4 separate regions of the Mus musculus genome follow, and regions 1, 2 and 3 are each linked to region 4. A link is a contact called in public promoter capture Hi-C data. All regions are on one chromosome and are shown on one strand. Each heading gives the region's core, a stretch centred on a gene start, on an enhancer-like site or on the middle of the called end of the contact. The rest is flanking DNA. Distances are from core to core; before and after follow the strand shown. Region 1 holds the start of Disp1 (dispatched RND transporter family member 1). Region 2 holds the start of Tlr5 (toll-like receptor 5). Region 3 overlaps Aida (axin interactor, dorsalization associated). Region 4 holds the start of Mtarc2 (mitochondrial amidoxime reducing component 2).

Evidence for each region. Promoter capture Hi-C pulls out the DNA fragments that hold promoters and counts their contacts.
Region 1: a promoter capture Hi-C map of pre-B cells shows a contact between it and region 4, with 23 times the contacts expected there. The contact joins the promoter of Disp1 here to the promoter of Mtarc2 in region 4. A contact is called at or near these places in 4 of 39 promoter capture datasets (the C10 cell line, embryonic stem cells, liver and 1 more), 2 of 115 datasets of contacts at active chromatin or transcription factors (cardiomyocytes and large pre-B cells) and 1 of 9 other capture datasets (adipose tissue).
Region 2: a promoter capture Hi-C map of embryonic stem cells shows a contact between it and region 4, with 26 times the contacts expected there. The contact joins the promoter of Tlr5 here to the promoter of Mtarc2 in region 4. A contact is called at or near these places in 2 of 39 promoter capture datasets (embryonic stem cells and pre-B cells) and 3 of 115 datasets of contacts at active chromatin or transcription factors (embryonic stem cells, hepatocytes and large pre-B cells).
Region 3: a contact with region 4 is called in a promoter capture Hi-C map of embryonic stem cells, with 4 times the contacts expected there. The contact joins the enhancer-like site here to the promoter of Mtarc2 in region 4. A contact is called at or near these places in 2 of 39 promoter capture datasets (cranial neural crest and embryonic stem cells), 4 of 115 datasets of contacts at active chromatin or transcription factors (astrocytes, embryonic midbrain, large pre-B cells and 1 more) and 1 of 9 other capture datasets (liver).

Annotation. Positions count from the first base shown.
Region 1 is chr1:183,218,395-183,223,429 of GRCm38.p6, reverse strand. Disp1 (dispatched RND transporter family member 1) reads left to right here and starts at 1,901. Exons shown (of 10, transcript NM_026866.3): 1 at 1,901-2,107.
Region 2 is chr1:182,951,487-182,956,434 of GRCm38.p6, reverse strand. Tlr5 (toll-like receptor 5) reads right to left here and starts at 1,647. Exons shown (of 4, transcript NM_016928.3): 1 at 1,553-1,647.
Region 3 is chr1:183,321,261-183,326,523 of GRCm38.p6, reverse strand. It overlaps Aida (axin interactor, dorsalization associated), which reads right to left. Exons shown (of 10, transcript NM_181732.4): 9 at 4,123-4,240; 10 at 2,023-4,035. The coding sequence ends at 3,939. Mia3 (melanoma inhibitory activity 3) reads left to right here. Exons shown (of 26, transcript NM_177389.3): 26 at 1-288. Among named protein-coding and RNA genes, the nearest start is that of Gm34102, 22 kb to the left of the region's middle. Within about 2 kb of position 1,838, at least 1 of the 459 cell types and tissues checked has an H3K27ac peak or open chromatin away from gene starts, as enhancers often do. A contact at or near this core is called in embryonic stem cells, where this site is marked.
Region 4 is chr1:184,843,162-184,847,693 of GRCm38.p6, reverse strand. Mtarc2 (mitochondrial amidoxime reducing component 2) reads left to right here and starts at 1,786. Exons shown (of 8, transcript NM_133684.4): 1 at 1,786-2,148. The coding sequence starts at 1,877. It overlaps Gm34451 (a long non-coding RNA gene), which reads right to left and starts at 1,847. Exons shown (of 2, transcript XR_865818.3): 1 at 1,457-1,847.

The sequences.
Region 1 (5,035 bases), core at 652-3,151, 1.6 Mb after region 4:
TGGGTGGGTCATGAGTTCAAGGATAGACTGCGTTATATAGTGAAATCTTGTTTTAAAAGGAACAAGAAGGAAGGGGCTGGGGGAGCTTGCTATGCCAAGAGTATATTTGAAACTACTAGTGAATAGAAAATAGTAGCAGAACCAACAGCCCTCGCTGCTGTCCCTGGAGCCTCCCCTTCCCTGGTTCCTCACTTGCTTGGCATCTCTCTTGGTTGAGGCAACCTCAGAGATTGGGGCCTTGGGGGCGGGGTTAGTAGCCACTCAGTGTGTTTCATTTGGGTGTGGTTGTTGGAGGGAAGACTGCATTCTACGCATGGCGTCTTACAGATTCTTATTTTCCTCAGCACCCTTCCTCTGATTCCTGTACTTCCCTTTCTATCTCACGTGTCCCAGGCTGGCCTCACCCTGGCTATGGAGTTGAGGACGCCCTGCAACCCCTGATGCTCTTGCCTCTTCCTCCTGAGTGTTACATTTCCACGCCTGCATCACCATGCCAGGTTTGTAGGATGCTGGATAGCAAGCCCAGGGCCTCATGCGAGTTGGTACATACCATGATCATTGAGCTAAAACGCCCAGTCTCAGGTTTTTCTTTTCTTTGTTAGCTAGGACAGTCACTCTGGGCAACCCCAGGATCCGCTGTTTTGTCTATTCTAATGGTGACTCCATTGACTCTGTTGTATGAAATTTGAAGCTAAAATATTTGGTATAAAGTTGTCTTAGTTAGGGTTCCATTGCTGTGAATAGACACTAGGACCAAGGCAAACATTTAATTGGGGCTGGCTTAGAGTTTCAGAGGTTCAGTCCATTATCGTCATGGCAGGAAACATGGCAGCAGCCAGGCAGACATGGTGCTGGTAAAGGAGCTGAGGGTTCTGCATTTTGCCTTTCTTCCATCCTGGGCAGAGCTTGAGCACTAGGAGTCCTCAAAGCCCACCCCTACAGTGACACATGTCCTCCAACAAGGCCACACCTTTTCTAACAATGACATATCTTCTAATAGTATCAATCCCTGTGGGCCATGCATTCAAACACGAATCTTTGGGGGGGCCAAATCTACAAACCACTACGAAAGTACAGCAACATCTGGTCTTGTCTATGTTTTTTTCTTGCCTTTGAGGTCTTGGACTTTAATTGACTGTACTTCTATGCAGTTGCCTGAACAAGACAGGCTCTTACTTTCTGGTATACTGCTATGCATGTCCTTGCCTACTTTAACTCTTATTTGTTCTTTAATTCAGTCTCAACTGAAATTGTTATTTATAGTCCGTCTTCTTGCTCAACTCTACACACCATACCATTCCCACAGCACTGCTGTGTTACAACAAATTGTGCTTCTTGTAGGGTTACAGCCTGTGCTCCAACACACCAGGTTCAGCCACCTATCCTCAGTAAGCCAATTAAAGGACCCAAATTAATAGTAAAAAGCAGAAAAAGAGAATTATTCAAAATTGCTACATTGTGAAGGATAAGGAGATACAAGAGTCCCCAGCCTTGACTTCAATGCCTCTTAGTTATCCTTAGAGTCCTGACATGAAAGTAGGTTTTAACAAAAAACAAGAGCTAAAGATAACTAGACAGTGTGTCAAGGTGTGGTTCTCCGTCTACCATTTTCTTGTTTCATGAGTGATGGAGAAAAGAAACAGTCTGAATGAATTAAATAAAACATAGTCCTTCGCGGTGTCTGATTAGCTACTGCTTTTGTTTAGCTCAACTTTCAACCAGAATGTGGGCTCAGAGGTCGGTCTCAGAGTCATCTAGTGGACACCTGGCCCAGCATTTGTAGACTGGCTAAGTGACAGCTAAGACGGAGACAGGAGATGCATGTGCCTCTGCACCCCAGCCCAGCTGCAGCGGCTTTGAGTAGCAGGAGGCCTGGGCCCATAGCCGGAGGCGGGACTTCCGGTCCCGCTGGCGACCGCGGCCCGCGCCAGGCGGAAGCGCGGCTCCGGGCCAGGATCCGCGAGCTCCGGCTGGAGCAGAGTTCGGAGCCTCAGTGTCCCGGACGCCCGTGGTCGGTGTGGATGCTTCTCGGCGCTGCGTCCCCGCGGTCCGGGGAGGCCGAGGAGGCACGCGGGAGTCGGCGCGGCGGGAGAGCAGGGATCTCGGGGTGAGGACGGCTGGCGGCGGAGGGTGGCTGCGAGGGGCTGAGGAGGCCGAGGTGACATCTTCCATGGGGGTGTGTCCGCGTCCCCAGGCTCGTAGGGAAGGTGGCCCGAGATGGCCTTGGGGGGCTTGCAGGGAGACGCTCCAGAGGCAGCTCTTTTCACCCTCGGGGTTAAAGATGAGAAGGACGTCTTGACCTAACTCATCTGCGAGATGAGCAGCCAAGGCTTGCATGCTCAGCATTGCTTTCTTTGCAATACATTGCTTTCTTTCTCTTAAGACTTCTCCCCTCTTCCAGTGGTCTTCGGAGGGGAATACCCAACATTCGTAGGGAAAACCTGAACTCTTACTCACTTAGCTCCCGTTCAGGCTTTGTCAGACTAATAGGACTTTAGGTCTTTGATTCAGACAAGCAAGCCCACTGAAGTTTTCATTTTAGACTCTTCTCTACCTTGCGGAGTTCAGGTTGTCCCACTTCCTTTGTCGTGGAGTGAGCTTGTAAGTATCTGGACAAAGCTTGCACCTTCATGTTTGCACTTTATGACTTACTGTTTGCTTCTCAATGGGGTGACACATTTTTAGATGTTAAATAGATTGGATTCTTGCCACACACTGAGCATAACTAGGCAAAGCCAGAGTACTGTCACTGATGGAGGCTGGTGTATACTGATTGCTTCAAGTGTTTCCCTTCCCAAGAGTTACAATCTTAATTTTATCCCCCGGTATTTGCCAGTACTGGTAACTTACATCTTACTTGGTGGTCTGACCTGAACTACTTGAAGAAACAAATACAAACATACAAACAAACCAGAAAGCACTGTGCATTTATCCATAACCCGGTATCTCACTGACTTACTTGAGATTTGTGCTGCAGTGAGACAAGTTATTATAAGAACGGTTTGTTGGGTGGCACAGCTGATGTAATGCAGGATGCACCTAACATAGTGCTTTAACATATTAATGAAGACATTGAAGGCAGTCTTCTGAAGTCATGGGGCTAACTGTTGGGTTGATTTCTTTTTGCATCTCTTCATTTCTTTTTTAAGTTGTTTGTTTTTATGTGTATGGGTGTTATTGCCTGCATGTATGTCTGGGCACCACATGTGGGCCTGTTGTTCTCAGAAACCAGAAGAGGGCATCACAGTGCCTGTCTCTAGAGTTGTGGGCTGCCTGCCATGTGGGTGCTAGGAAGCAAACTGAGGTCCTCTGGAAGAGCAGCCAGTGTTCATAACGGCTGAACCATCTCTCCAGGCCCTTTAATTTCGTTTTTTGAGGTAGACTTGTTGCTTATCTGATAAGGCTTGATTTTATCTAATCTTGATTTAAAACCTGTGAGCCCCCCCAGCCACTATTCCCTTCACTTTTATAAGAGAAAAAGCTCTTGAGAATACGTGAGCCTTTATAGTTCATGGGTGGTGGAAGTGTTCATCTGGAAAGGGAAGAATTGCTTGCCTTCTGAGGCAGGTTTCCAGCCGTAGAGCTGAGAGTCCTGTCCGAAGTCTGATTGCCTTGGATTTGGGAGATCAGTGGAATGCTTATTTGTTGCTGGAAATTATTGAATAATTGCTTAGCTTTCCCCTTTAGATAAATTCTTTGCATTCTGTATAATTTAGCTGTGTTTCATAGTCAGCTATGTTCGTGAGGACTTTTGGTTAGCTGCGGAGAGTTGCTAGTTGTTTGTGTGTATGGGCTCACACCTTCCTTTTATTTCTGCGGCATGATGTATGTCTGTTGAGGAAGAACTGCCCAGATCATGATCATGCAAACAGCCTTCATATGCATGCATTCACATTTGAGTAGTTACCAATTAGCGATGTGTCAACCAGTTGAGTTTGTTGGTTCCATGTCTTTTGGCTATTAGTTTTATTATTATCTAGTACTTTGTCAGCTACCTGCTTATCCTAGCTAGAGAGCCATTCCTGGCCACTTGATCCAGCCCAGAGGACTAGATGCTCCGGGGGAACACAGCTTTTTGGCCTAGGAGATAGCACAGCACACAACATGGCTGACACAGACTCCATCCTTCTCTTACGCTCAGCTTTTGTCCCCCCCTCTCTCACTGAACTAGTCTCTTTTTTTCATAGTGACCACAATGACTCAGGCCTCAGTGACTCAAAGGGCATTCAGAGCCTCCACACAGACGGCAGAGTCCCGTTAAGAAGGGTGCAGTCCATCATGCCGAGGCCAAGAGGAGAAGAACTGGAGGCATCCTGCGAGTATTTGTCATTGAGAAAGAGCTGATCATTTTTATAGGGAAATTTGTGTATAGTTTGCTAGTGGTGTATATTTTACACTTGGCATAAAATATACCAAGGTATCCACTTAAGAAGTGGACAGCATTCTATTCTATTACCAAATGTTCATTGCTATTGGGAGTTCCAGGTGTTACTGCAATTTAAGAGACATATCCTTTTCCTGTGTTGTTTGGTGAGCCAAAGAGCCCTCAGTTCGTATAGGAACTCTGCATTGGTTTTATTCCCTGTATTGGTATTACTAATTTTTTTAAAAAAAAGATTTATTTTGTTTATATGAGCACACTGTAGCTGTCTTCAGACACACCAGAAGAGGGCATCAGATCCCATTACAGATGGTTGTGAGCCACCACGTGGTTGGAGGGATTTGAACTCAGGACCTCTGGAAGAGCAGTCAGTGCTCTTACCCGCTGAGCTGTCTCTCCATCCCAGTATGACTGATGTTTAAGCTGACTACTTTTACACATATTTTTATCTCCTTATGGTAGGAAGGTTATCATTTTTCCTTGTTGTGGAATATTTTTGTATCTATTTTCTTACTCATTTGCAAATGATTATTTTTAGCTTGGTTTTCTGTGCTTATACTACGCCTTAAAGCTTGTGTTGAGTCAGGGCTAATTTGGGTCGATGCTAGTGATTAATCATTGATGATCATAGTGAGATAATAGCATTGTTAATGT
Region 2 (4,948 bases), core at 398-2,897, 1.9 Mb after region 4:
CCACATTCTTTTCCACAAACTGAAGAAGAAGCAAACACGTCAGGGGACAGGAATTTGGCAGGGCAGGAACTCTTGCTCCATAGGACTAAAAGCAAGGGAGGGCAGACACAATAACTGCTTCCAATCCTCAGCAGAGCTACAAAGCTGAAGAAGCCGCCACCAGGAGTTATCCAAGAACCCTTTGTGTTAGAGACATCGCCCCAGGAGAGGGCTTTCCTCCTCAGACAAAGCTAAGACCCGACGAGATTAGCTTTGCAGTCACACAGTGGAATCAGAAAGGTTTGAGCAGCAAAGGATAGAAGAGAGTGAACCTGGGCCATCAATTAGGATGGAAGTGTCTTCCAGGATGTCCATCAAGCCCATATGAATGAACTAAGTCATCCTGATTACTATAATAGGGACTCTTCTTGTACCGCCCCATCATTAACGTTGGCCTGGACCCCTCGTCGGGGGCACCCCAAGAATCCTACCACAATGTGAAAGGCTAAGCATTTAGCATAGCAGAACCCAGGGTTCCCTCCTGACTGCATAGCATGCTGGATGTTCCTCACGATTGGTTTCTGCCCCCAAAGAATAAGGTGAACAGAGTCAAGATCTACACACCTTGAACAAACTATTCAGAGTTGTGTCCTCTGAGGAAAGGCAGAGGAAAGAGACCAAGCCACATGTGTGTGACAGTGGCAGGTCAGCATCCACACCCCCTTCCAGGTACGGGACAGGAGGAATGCATTGTTCATGTGCTTGAGGGGGTTAACCCTCAATAACACTTCATAAAAGGCCCTGCGGTTAAGCTGCAGGCCCATGCCGCACAGCGCTAGACTGCCGTGTTCCAGACACTAGCTAATTACAAGGCTAGCCCACCAATGGGAGAAAGCAATCCCCATGCATTCCCATTCCTCAAGGTCTCAGCAGCCTTCCTGGGGAGACTTTCTCTCTCCCAAGACAACCAACCACCCCACTTCAGGAAACAACCACTATTCCAGCCGTGGTGGTTTACGGAGCAGAGCCATGACTGTAATGGCTGTAATTGCCAAAGGCTGATGGAGTTCTTTCTTCACAGCCTCGGGGCCAGCTGCCCTACTTCTCCCTGCCCCGGAGGGTGTCCAAGGACTTCACTGACTGCAGTGTCTTTTTAAGGTGTCCATAGCTCAATTGATGGTGACTGTCGACTTCCTCTTTCCAAGGAAGACAGCAAGAGAACGGACTCCGCGCGCGTTAAATACCTGTCTCTTCCAGAGGGTGGGGCCAAAGGTGAAAGCCAGAAGAGAGAACTAGGGAACCTTGTCCCAAAGCCAGCATGCAAGTGACTTGTCAATCCTAGAATTGTCCCGCTGGGCACTCTGCTTACTCTCAGCTCGCTGGGCCGAGGGACCCCAGTTTCCGTGGCACTGAGTGGCAGAGAGCACAGGCAGGAAAGAGAGTTGAAAGGGTTCAGGACGAAGCCAGGAGGAAGAGAGAGGGGCGGGGGCACTAACGTGTCCAGCAACGTCCCGGGCCCCTTCCGGTCTCAGGGAACCCCCTGCTGGACCCCTTGCAACTACAAGGCTCTCACCTCCCAAGCGGGATTCCCACAACACAGGCTCCAGGACTGACCTCACTCGGCTCCAGGCACCAAAGCTGCCGCTGGGCTCGGGAAAGCAGGAGAGCGGGGAGGAGAGGGAAACACCGCCCGCTGCTGGAGCCCCGCCCACAACTCTTGATCAGGCTTTCTCTGTGGACCATGCTTGTCTTTTCTGAGTTCTGGGCAAAGTACCTCAGCCTAGGTACCTCTCTGCTTTCTTGCCAGGGAGGAGACCTCTATCTCTGCTGCAATGACCTTGTAACTGAGGTAGGAAAGAAAGTAGAGCTGGGGCAGACGGTAGGTATTGGCTATCATGGAGCCCAGCACAGGAGGCAGAGGGCCTGTTGTGATTTTTGTAGCTACCCCTAACTGTCCATCGAGATAACATAGGCCTGCACTGACCCAGGGAAGGCGGCCTAGATCCTATCCTGATGCACTGTACACACGGCCAGCGCAGCAAGTCCTGATCGGGGCAGTTACTTCTGTTCTTGCCTGTGCTCTTTGATCTGTGCCAAATCTTGAAGATATGATGCTGAGGGGTGAAGCTGGCTGTCATTTTGCCCTCTACTACTTGGCTACGCCTTCTATTTTAACTATTGAAGGTGTGTGTGTGTGTGTGTGTGTGTGTGTGTGTGTGTGTGTGTGTACACGCCCACACATGCACATCATTCATCAGGAGCTGTCTATCTTGTTTATTGAGTTATTGAGACAGGATCTCCCACTGGCCTGGAACTCACCAAAAATGCTAAGCTGGTTAACAAGCCCCAGGGATACTGGATGCTCTACCTCCCCAGCACTGGGGTTACAGGCAGGTACCATCACCATGCCTGTGGACTTTACTTGTGTGTTAGGGATTGAACTCTGGTCCTCATGCTTCCACAAGCACTATACCCCCTGCCCCATACTAAATATCTGAAGGTCAGATTTGGATCAGCAAAGGCTACTGCCTGTGACTGAAGGCCAGGGAAGGAAGTTGTGATTTCCCTCAGAGAACGCAAGAGCTTTCCGGCCTGTGAGCCCTTCTGGCTTCACTTCCCTTTTCCTTCCCACCCTCCACCTGCTCCTAGGAGGAGGGGGCGGGGTGTTGTGGGGTTGAGAGTTGATCTGCTTTCTGGAAAGGGACATGCTGAAGGAAAGAAAAGTCAGGAGCCTGCTGCTGCAGGAGTGTTAAAAGGAAGGGATTTGTATAGGAAGGTGGCGAAGTCAGTCGCTTTCTGGGGGTGAAACCCAGTTCAAGGACAGAAGTGTCACAGTCTGCAGTAAGACTGGGGTCGCATGGAGGTTGGGCAAAAGCTGACAGCTGCCTCTTGCAGCTGGGGTGTAATCCCAGGTTGATTCACACTCTCCAGCGTGGCCTGACAGCTAGGTGATATGATCAAGCAGGGCAGGAGAGATAGGTTAAAACAAAGCCCAGCACTTAATTACCAAGGAAGATCTCATTATACAGTCTTCTCAGCTCCCTCCTCGGCTGGCAGCTTGAAGCCCATGTGACAAGTTGCCTCAAGTGGCTCTCGAAAGCTGAGTGCAGAGGGATGGAACTGCAACCCTGCCTACCTGCTCTGCAGCTGGGAGGAGGAGGCTTGTAAGCCCAGGAGGTAGGGCCTTCCTATAATGTGGGTGGGACTGAGAACAATGCCAGGGAGGGCTGGGTGCCATTTACTGCCTTCCTAAAACCAGAGGGGATTTATCCCAGGAGTGCTAGGAATATGGAAAGGGACCGCCTAAGGCCCCACCCTAATTGACACCTGATGTGGGATAATTATTCTGGTTATTGGGCTCCAGGACTCATTGTCAGAATGAAATGCAGTAGCTGGAGTGTTCTTTCTTCATGGTTTTGCCTTGGCCAATAGCTCCCCATCCTTTCTCACATCACATCTTCAAAAGGAACGCACCTAACACTTCTAGATAGTCTCCAATTTATGGTGGTTCTCTTTGTGAATCTATATCTCTCTATGTGTGTGTGTGTATATATATGTGTGTGTGTGTATATGTGTGTGTGTATATGTATGCATATATATATGTATATATATACACACATATACATATATATATGCATGCACACACACACATACACACACACATATATATGTCTGTGTGTCATGGTGCAAAAGTAACTTGCATTCAGTAAAAACTGAACGTTGACCTTTGAATTTGGGTCTTCTCCTGGATTCACATTTAGTTCTTTACTACTCCTGGTTTGTGTGGTGTGTATGTGTGTGTATGTGTGTGTGTGTGCCTGTGGTGGCCACAAAAAAGACGTCAAATCCCCTGAAGCTGCAGTTCCAGGAGGTTATGAATAGCTAGATGTGGGTGCTGGTAACTGCACTTGGGTTCTCTGGAAGAGCAGCCAGTGCTCTTAACCACTGAGCTTTCTCTCCAGCCCCTTGTTCTTGATGCTACACAGCCAGCGTGCCACACTCCTGCTAAGCCATGTGACCACAAGAGCAAACAACCAAGCCCTGTAGTTTACGGTTTCTGAGGCTACGACGATTGGGAGGTTGGCTGTACTAAACAAATACATTCTCCTTCTATGACATTTTCAATTTATGATGAGTTGATTAAGTCATAACACCCACGATGAGACAAGGAGCTCTACATCTAAGTTAGATCCCTCATCTTGTTATCTGGCAACCCATCCTCTTCCTTTCACCACTATAATTTTGTATAGATAACATCTTATGTTAAAGTGAGTCTCCCCTTCAAACTGTCAGACCTGATAGGCTGTATGCGCACGCACACACTCAGCGAGAGGAGAGGAACGTGCTTCTTTCTCACTTCAAATCTAATAACTGATAAGTGCTTCTCAATAAATATTGTTAGTGAATGAATGCATGCGCAGGATTAGCTGTCTTCATTTCAAAATTAAGACTCAGCCTGTGGCAGTAGACATTAGCGACAATAATATAAATAGTAACTATTGTTACTATGTCTATTTAAAAAGTAATAACCCAGACAAGATTCAGGAAAGTACAAACCCCAAGATTCACTAGTGCGGAGGGATGGAACTGCATCCCTGCCTACCTGCTCTGCAGGGGAGAGGAGGAGGCTTGTAAGCCCAGGAGGAAGGGACCTTCCGACAACGTGGGTGGGGGATAGTCTAAAATTGACTACCTTTCCAACAACCAAATATTCAGTTTCCCTACAGACCTTGCGTTTCTTCCAGGAATACCAATCTGAGTTAGGTCTGCCTGTCAGCATGTGTGTACACACGTGTGCGCATACACATGCGTATGTGCATACAGTCTGATTTCTATACTGCTGACCCTGCAAAGTTCCAGCAGAGATGGAACGTTCTGCCCCATTCAGTGAATGCCCAACAGTTGGAGTGAGCTCTCCCTGAAGATGGATGAGTCACACTTCCTGGCAAGGCTTCAGTCTGCCGTAACG
Region 3 (5,263 bases), core at 589-3,088, 1.5 Mb after region 4:
GGGATTTGAACTCGGGACCTTTGGAAGAACAGTCAGTGCTCTTAACCGCTGAGCCATCTCTCCAACCCCCTCTCTGCTTTCAAATAAGCCAGAGGCCCCACTCATTCTAGATGACTGCCCTTTCTTGGTGCTCATAGCTTGAGAATGAATGAATTTGTACTACTATCAAGAATTATTTGGAGTGGGTGTGGTGGCTCACATCTTTAATCCCAGCACCTGAGAGGCAAAGGCAGGCATATATCTGAGTTCCAGGACAGCCAGAGCTACATAGAATCTGTCTCAAAAACTGAAAGAAAAAAAAAATTATTTGGGCCAATAAGATGGTTCAGCAGGTAAAGACACTTATTGCCAAGCCTGACAGCTTGAGTTTGACTCCTTGGACCCACCTAGTGAAGAGAACCACTTCCCACGACCTACACACACACACACATGCTGCAGCACGTGTGGGGAAAAAATTGACATAAAATTATTCGACCTGGTATTTTGTTGCTTTTAAAACCATTCTTTCGCTAAGGGTGACTAACAAGATAAAAATCATATGCCATGACTGTAAGATCATTTCTTTTTAGAAATGTCTATTCTGTTTTCTCTCATATCACCTTGCAGCTGATTTTCAAGGAGTATGGCAAAGAATCAGGAAGCTGCCATAAGGCAGAAAGATCAGAAAACCAGTGTACATCCTGAACTACGGGCTGAGCTCAGTAACACGGCTGTTGTGAGCGAGGTGAATTGCTGCAGCCGTGTAAGCTGCAGTAATTAAAGCTATAACAAGTGAAAACAGCTCACTGTGACACTGCACTCTCTAAAGTCCTGTGAAGCAATGACTGAAACCAAGGGCACATCATGCCACTGCTGGGAAGTTAAATCCACTGGAGATTTTGAAAAAAATGAGCAAAAGCTTCAATGTGAAATAAAATCTTCGATGACTGAAGACATACAAAGACAGGTTCTCTGAATGCAGGAGGTCCAAGGGAGTAAGAGTTCAGCCTGCCTGACCCCAATCCAGAATTACACAAGATTTTATAAGAAAATGCACAGGAGAGTATATATAATTTGAAACTTTATTTTCTATGCTATGCACATGCATTTTGCTTGCATGCTTGCATGTATGTATGTGCAACATGTGTTGTGTCTGGTACCCATGGGGCCAGAAGAGGGCACTAGATCCCCATAACTGGAGTTACAGGCAGTTGTGAGCCATCATGTGGGTGCTGGGAACTGAACCCCGGTTCTCTGCAAGATCAAAAAGTGCTTTTTAACTCCTGAACCATCTCTTTAGCCACACATGCCATTTTTAACCATATAAAAATAATATTAAATTGCAAACACAACTTCTTGAAAGTATCTGTCAATCTTGGGACACAAAATAGTAAAAATATAGTTTATAATTTTTACCTTTTTTTTTTTTAAAGATAAGGTCTCACCTATATAGTCCAGGCTTGATCAAACTTGCTATCCTCCTGCCTCAGCTATCTTGACTAACCTAAATTTAGAAGGCATATAAAATAAAAATTATACAAGCTAAGAAGACAAATAGTAAAGGTAAACCTTTTTTTTTAATATTCAAAATTAGGATATTCCCTCTAAAGGCCTTTAGTTATTCTATCATCATAAAAATCATCAGAAATATGTGTAGAACCCTCAGTTGTAGCATTTCTGTGCCCTCTGAGCCAGTCGATTACTGCCTTTCCTCAGCCCCATCTGACGAGGCCTGTGCTACAGAAGCCTGTCTGTCTACGGATGGCACAGAGGACAGGATACCTCAGTTGAGTCGGACTCTTCCATTTAAAAGTTCTTGTTTCAGAAGTCCCCTCCCGCTGTTTCTCTGTTGAATAGCTAAAGCTCTTTAGGAAGGAGCCACACCTCACCTTGAAAGCATCTGTGCTAGAGACAAGGCTATTGCTCAGTACAACGGAAACTCAACTTGTGAAGTGGGGAGTGCTTTTGTGTTCACTGCTTTAAGACAATCTTGTCATTCGGGTCTGATTTAAAGCTGAGCTTTAATTTTTTTTTTTTTTTTTTGGTTAGTTGGTTTTTTTTCAAGACAGGGTTTCTCTGTGTAGCCCTGGCTGTCCTGGAACACACTCTGTAGACCAGGCTAGCCTCAAACTCAGAAATCTGCCTGCCTCTGCCTCCCGAGTGCTGGGATTAAAGATGTGCACCACCAGTGCCTGGCGAGCTTTAGTTTTTAATATCATGTTCCACTAAAGTGCTTTATTAACCCTGACGGCAGGCATTTGTGGTTCATATATGCCATGCTGTGTGAATGATCAGTGCTGTAGCACAGAAAATTACCACCTTGCTATTTGTCTTTTATGATCTGTAAGAAATGAGAAAGGACAATGTACAGTCTTTGCTACGTTTTAATAATAATAGGTTTTAAGGAATTAATTTTTATGTCTAGTCAGCAATATCAAACAAAATGTACTGAGTACTCCCCAGGTACAGAGTACTGCCAAGTACCTTAGACCCTTCCATGACAGCTACAACTCTTGCCCCAGGAGCTTACAGCCTGGGGACCTACAACTCAAAGCCTGAGTGGGAGAGTGAGCTAATTTAAGGCAAAAATCTCCTCCCCCTAGAGCTATTATAGATGGGATGATTTTAGCAGTTGGAACTACCCAATCAAGATTAATTTGGTTGTGGATTTTTTTTCAGGTTGAACCTGAAATACAGTTTTTATTAAGCTCCATCTAGTAAACAGTGGCCTAGTAGGTGCTGAATGAAAGCCAAGACTAGATCTCTTGAAGGACAAGTTTAAGACATCTTCCTTGTGGTTATTTACTTGAAAAAGCAAGTATATTGAATGGTGTGGTGAGGTCACTGACATGTGAATATTAAAGTATATGGCATGTCTAACCCACAGAAAGCCCCTCATGAGTCCTAATGCTCTGTGTAACAACCATCCATCATGTGCTTTCAAAGTTTTATTTATGCCTTGTTACACCAAAAGTAAATAGTCCATTCAAAATAAACTAGTGACCTGCATATTTTCATATGGATGAATGACTGTATATCTAAATAGGAAATAAATGGCAATCCTATCTACCTATATTAAAAAAAAATAGACAGTCTTTCCAGATTTTTGCATACTAAGGAGAGGTACGGGGTCTTAAGGTCTCACAACGGGTGGTCAGGAAAGCAGCAGTTATCCCGCAACATCTTGACATCTGACTCAACTGTTCCTAAATGATACAGTTTAAAAGATACTGTAAACACATTTTCAAATCCATAGTTATTCTGAGATGGTTCCAACGTTAACCCTAGAACTACCAGAAAGAATTAGCAGTACAATAGAGAAGAGCAGATAATCCACCTGACGATACACGTGCTCTCTTCAGGAAATCAGTCTGGTCATCCGGGGAACACTCAGGGTGGGATGCTCATCTGGCCAGGTCACACTTTCTATGCAGGAGACCCATGGCACCAGGCTAGGTCTCTTCTAAGGAGACTTTGCTAGGCAATGTAACTAGTCCAGTTCCTCTCAGAGCAGTTCTACCCACTTCAACTCACAGCGTGGCATTGAAACCAGAAGAGCATACTGGAGCAGAAGTGAGCAGAGACGTAGACTCTTGCACATTCTTATTGCTGCATTGTCTGAAGTTCTGCACATCTACAACAGTGCTGTCCGGGAAACAGGGGAGTAGAGGCAATGAGAAAATAGACTATTCATTGCACAATTAATAGAAAAGTGAAAACGTTTCCAAATCTACAATAAACCTGTATCCAAAGGAGTGATAGGTCAGTGATGTGCTGAACTTTTGTTCTGGGGTCCGGCTGTGCAATAGACTCGCTTGGTCAGCTGGCGTGGGTAGGGCTCACTTCCTGCCTGTTGAAGGGCTCACTTCCTGCCTGTTGAAGGGTGATTATGCTACTCAGAGCTATGATGGGTTCTGAGTGGTAAAATTCACACAAGTTCTTGGTTATTTGTATCAGGATCATTCCTTGTGCAAACTTTGATGTAGATGAAGATAAAGTGGTTTCTTGGTCAACAATTGCAATTTCTTTCTTTTAAAGTCAGTGGGTTTCTTGTATCTGAAAGCACAAAAGAAAGATTATTGTTTAAAATATTCTGCTTGATTGACCCCTAAGTTCCATTCATTTGCTATGCCCAAAACTTACAGTTCTATTACGATTGGCCCAGGTTTAATTTCATCCATCTCCATGAAGGCAAAACACTTAGTGCTGGTAAACCTCTTTTTAGGCTTGTAATGTTTGAATTCAAAGAAAATGGCCGCACCTAAGAAATTAAAAGACATATAAACCACGGGCAGCACCTTCTGTGTTAATTAGCTTTCTTTACTCACCAGAAACAAAGTAACCTGTTAAATACAGTCTGTCGAGGTGTGACCACTGGCTGCTAGGGACACCACCACAATCTGCTGTATTTCTCTGTAATTCTACAAAGTCTAGCAAACCTTCCTGAGCAAGACTGACTCAAGACTAAATCACTAAGGAATATCGAGTAGGGTAAGATTGCTCAGTGGTTAGAGCACTTGTCATGCAAGTATGAGGACTGGAGTCCAGATTACAGAACCCATTTGACAGGTGGCCATGGTGGCCTGCCTGCAATTCCAGCTTTGAATGGAGAGACAAAACTCCTAGAGCAAAATGGTTAGGAAGACTAGCTGTGTCAGTGAGCTCTGAGTTCAACTGAGAAATGTGTCTCAATGAATAAGAAAGAGTAATTGAAGAATACTTCCACTGGCAGTCTTGGCCCTCCATATACATGTGCACACAAGTATAGGTGTACCTGCATATACATGTGAACCCACACATACAAACTCATGTACACCACTGTGCTAGATAGTTTTATGTTAGCTTGATGAAGTCATCAGAGAAGGGAACCTCAAAAAAGGAAATGTCTCCATAAGAATTTTTCGAGACAGGGTTTCTCTGTGTAGCCCTGGCTGTCCTGAAACTCACTCTGTAGACCAGGCTGGCCTTGAACTCAGAAATCCGCCTGCCTCTGCCTCCCAAGTGCTGGGATTAAAGGTGTGTGCACCACTGCCCAGCTATAGGACATTTTTAAAAATTCGTTATTGAGGGGGAGGGCCCAGTCCACTGTGGGTGGAGCTATCCTTGAACTGGTGGTCCTGGCGCTATAAGCAAAAAGGCTGAGCAGGCCATGAGGAGCAAATCAGCAAGCAGCACCCTCCATGGCCTCTGCCTCAGCCCTGCCTCCAGGTTCCTGCCCAGACTTAGTGATGAACAACGAGATGGACGTGAAAGCCAAATGAATCCTTTCCTCCCAGCTTGCTTT
Region 4 (4,532 bases), core at 537-3,036:
ATAGGTCATTATAATACTATATAACACATACTCCTGGGAAGAGATTTAAGATGCTTATGAGATGCTAATGCATGAAGATGTAAGTGGAAATGTGGCTACACACACACACACATGTGCACACACACATGTGCACACACACTGGTTTAAGCAAATGTTTTTCTTAAAAAAAAAACCTCTTCTCCAGCAGGTGGCTTAGTCCTACTTTGGAGGGGACAACAGATTGGCCTCCTCAAGAGGCCTTGGACAGATTATGTCTTGATGCAAAGAACCATCCTTTGAAAAATAAACCAACTCCCATCCTATGTAAGAAAGTCTGTTCTTATCCCAGTAGTCTGCTTGAATGAAATTTTTACAAAATAATGGCAGACATCAGTTAAACTGTGAAGCCTGGGTTTTATCCATCAAGTAACTATTGACAGAGTGTGTGTCTGTAGTGGGGATGAGCTCAGATCTAGTAGGCATTGAGCTTTTCAGAGGGAAAGTGAAGGGGCAGAGAAGGGGGGGGGGAACACGTGCTACATGGGTAGGCTCTCTCAGTCTGTGTCACCTATCAGAAGCAAACACACTTGCTCTGCCAGTTACAGAGGTTGGGGCTCTGTCCTGTCTTTCCTCCCATGCAGAAGTCTGTCGTCTCTGGTGACTGTCCACGCAGCAGAATTCAACATTCTAAGCCCTTGGCTATTTTAAAATTTTTATTTTTATTTTAAGTATGTGGATGTTTTTGCCCGCATGTATGCCTGAGTACCACCTGTGTTCCAGCTATCTGCGGGGGGCAGAGAGAGTGGGGGTCTGCAGGGGGCAGAGAGAGTGGGGGTCTGCAGGGGGCAGAGAGAGTGGGGGTCTCTTGGCACTGGAATTGCAGACAGATACGATCTGCTATGTAAGTACTGGGAGTCCATCTGGGTGCTCTTAACCACTGAGTCATTTCGCCATTTATTTATTTAGCGTTTATTCTCCCCCTGTCTCCTCTTTCTGTCTCTCCATGTACACCTCCCACCCTCTCCTCTCTCGTGTCTCTTGTCTCAGTCTTCCCCTCCCCTTCCCAGTCCCCCTCTCCTTCTCCCTCCCACTCTCTCTGTTTGTTCAAGAAATGGTTCCCTCCCTTCTATCACATGGCTCCCAGGGACTGAATTCGAGATGTCAGTGTTGGCAGCCAGGACCTTTATGGGTTGAGCGGCTTTCAACTGATGAGTTAATCATTGATGCTTCTGAGACAGGTCCTGGCCATCAATAGCCCACCGTGATCTTGAACTTGGGGCTATCTCTTAGCCAAAGCCTGACATTTGGATTCCGTTTAGATCGTTGTCTGAGAAAAGTCGACCAGAGTCCTCTATTCGGACCTCAGCAAGTGGTAAGCTCTGGCAGCCTTTCCCTTCCTTGCGCTGTCTTAATTGGCTGGTGTACCTGTAACCTCAGGTCACGCTGCCAGAAGCCGCGCCAGTAGTTTTGTCTCTACCTGCAGAGATGGAAGCCGAGCGTTCCAGAGAGTTGCGCGATCTTCGGGAGACCTATCCCAAAGTTGTCCCCAGGAAACATTCCTCCATTCTGCTTCATTTCAGTGCAGCAGCTTCTTGCACAATTGAGTGTGCTCCTTTTAGAAGCAAAAGGGTTAATGAGTGTAGCAGGTTGAAGAGTCATGGGGGGAGGGATCACTTTAAAGGCGGACAGAGACAAAGTAAAATGAAAGTGACCACCCCACGCTGTCACCCGCGATGGGCGTGGGCCAGGCTCCGCCGACACTGATCTGGACGTGAGCAGCATAAGTTTGACAGGCAGTGCGGCTGCGCCAACCCTGGCTCCTCCCACACTCCCGGAGCCTTAAGCCCCGCCTCGACACCGCGGCCCAGTAGCCCAGGCCTGCCCGGGATAGTGTAACATGGGTTCCTCCAGCTCTACGGCTCTGGCTCGCCTCGGCCTCCCTGGGCAGCCGCGGTCCACCTGGCTCGGCGTCGCCGCGCTGGGGCTGGCTGCGGTGGCGCTGGGGACCGTAGCTTGGCGTCGCACGCGTCCCCGGCGGCGCCGGCAGCTGCAGCAGGTGGGCACGGTGTCGAAGGTTTGGATCTACCCGATCAAGTCCTGCAAGGGGGTGTCGGTGTGTGAGACCGAGTGCACGGACATGGGGCTGCGCTGTGGCAAAGTGCGCGACAGGTACGCCGAGCCCCGCACTGCACCGGGCGCGAATGGGCCGGGGCGAGGGAGGTGGGGCCTTGCCTATCCTTGCTCGGAAGTGTGAGACCTGGAACCAGGCGCCCCTCGGTGAGTGCAAACTTTGTGAGCCTGAGCCTGGAGCAAGTCGAGAGAGGAGTTCCGTACTGCAAGCTGTGTTCTCCCCAAACCTAGAAAGTAAGGGTTTGTTGCTTCTGGGAAACACACATATGGGAAAGAGATGACAGCAGTTACAGCACGGTGCACATTGACGAGCGTGTTCAAGTTGAAATCTAAGTTTGCAAGCCCAAATATGTCTGTGGGGAGACCTTCCGGGAGGAGAATTTTAGTTTTACCACATGCAAATTTACTCTAAAGCGAAACAGAGCGCCTGGATTTCGGCCCCCACCCCTTTCGGCTTCACAGAACTGAGGCTTGTTGCCTGAATTCTCTGGGCTGTCGAGCTTTGATCCTTTAGCTGCGAAGCCCGTGCTTCTGGCTAAAGTAGTTTTGGAAAACTGAGTTGGAGCATTCCTGGAACCCTGGGGGGTGGGGGGGGGGGGGGAGACTCCCCTGTCAGCTGTCCGTACAGCTCTCCTAACTGTAGGACACTAGAAATATAAAATGCCATTGGCTGAGCGTTTTCAAGAACATCGGGCCTTCCCTCTAGTTCTGGTGACCACTTGAACGAGTAAGGAGCAGAATTACACGGTTTGCCGGGGGTGGGGCGAGGGAGGGGTTGTGGTAGATGGCGATAGAGAGCTAGTCACAAACGGGTATGAAATAATAATAAAGGAGGTTAGAATAAAAAAAAAGAGTTTAGTTCTGCTACAGAATAAATTTATAGATCAGGAATTCCGCTCATGGATTTTCCATTCCTCATTGGCGGCCTATGTTTGCAATGCTGGGAGGTTTGGGTTTAAATTATCATTTACTGAGGGCCTGGGGATATAGCTCCGTTGGTAGGAGAGAGTGTTTGCCAAGGGTTCGTGAAGCCCTGAATTTTATCCTCCAGCATCCAAGGGAGGCATGGTGGCACATGCCAGTCATTTCCACACAGGAGGATCAGAAGTTCAAGGTCACTTCCAGGGAAGCTGTAGATTTGGGTTCAAGGCCTGCCTGAGCTATATGAAAACTTGTGTATATACTGAAATGAAATAAAATGAAATAAAATACTACCATTCCTCGAGAGTCCCATCCCTGTCCAAATGAATTGAAATCACCAAGAATGGAGAATCCCCCCAGGGGATTGTTCTGCTATAATGAAATGGTTTCCTGCGAGATCATTGTGAGAAAGATGTTTAGAGTTTATTAAAGTGTGGAGGTTAAGATCTCTGCGGTCAGGAAGACCTTGGGTACCTGGTACTGGATACTGTACAACACCCAGGGGGTTCTGAGGCCCACCGTGTTAACCAGAGGTGGCAAGGCAGATGTGAGCATCTTTCCTCTCACCTAGGAACCCTGGGGTATCTCACAGGCAACCAGTACCGACCGACCTGTTTCCTCAGATCATCAGAGCATGGCGTGTGCCTCACTGAGATTATCATGGCTTGCCTGTGATGTTGCTGGTGTAGGGAGAAAAGGTGTCCTTTGCCCTGCTTTTTTCTGCTCCCTGGGGATTCAATGAAGTAAATAGAACTGCATCTCTCGTTTTGAGCAATACATTCTTTCTTTCATTTTTTCCTTTTTTTTTTTTTAAATAAAAGATCTCCCTACATTGCTCTGACTGTCCTGAACTCTGGCTTGCTGTGTAGATAAGGTTGGCCTTGAACTTGTAGGGATCGGTCTGCTTCTGTTTCCCAAGTGCTAGGGTTATAGGCCTGTCCCACCGTGCTCAGCAGGATCAGCTTCCTCTCTGGATGGTGTGGTTTGAGGTGGAGGGAAAGGCAGAGAAATGGTTATGTGTTAGACATTGGGCTAAAACCTGTCCTGTAAGTTTGCCCACCTACGGTTGGTTTTGTGGGCTAGCTATGACCGTCCCCATCCTGTGGGTTTAGCAAGACAGTATTGGACAGGATGAGTATTTCTTGGGGGGGTCACAAACCCAGCTTGTTCTAGGGGGTTTGAATTCAGATCTAGGCGAGTACAGCAGTCACTTTTTCTGTGTGATACAGGAACCTAAGGAGCGCACAGGAGACCTTGAACAGAGGCCTTTAACTTCCTCCAGTTTGAGTTTTATTTATCAAAGTTAATTAATATTCAGAAGCAAGCTTCCGGCTAGGACTCTGCTTAATGGCCCTTGTTTTCTGCTTGAGTCAGGACCACATCTACTGGTCTTTCTGGAGGAAAAGACATCTTTTGTTTAGTTTGTGCCCATATTTTGAGGGTTTGGCTAGTGTTCTCTGCTCCTTGGGCAGTGAAGTGTTTAAGGTCCTCCCGGAAGATGG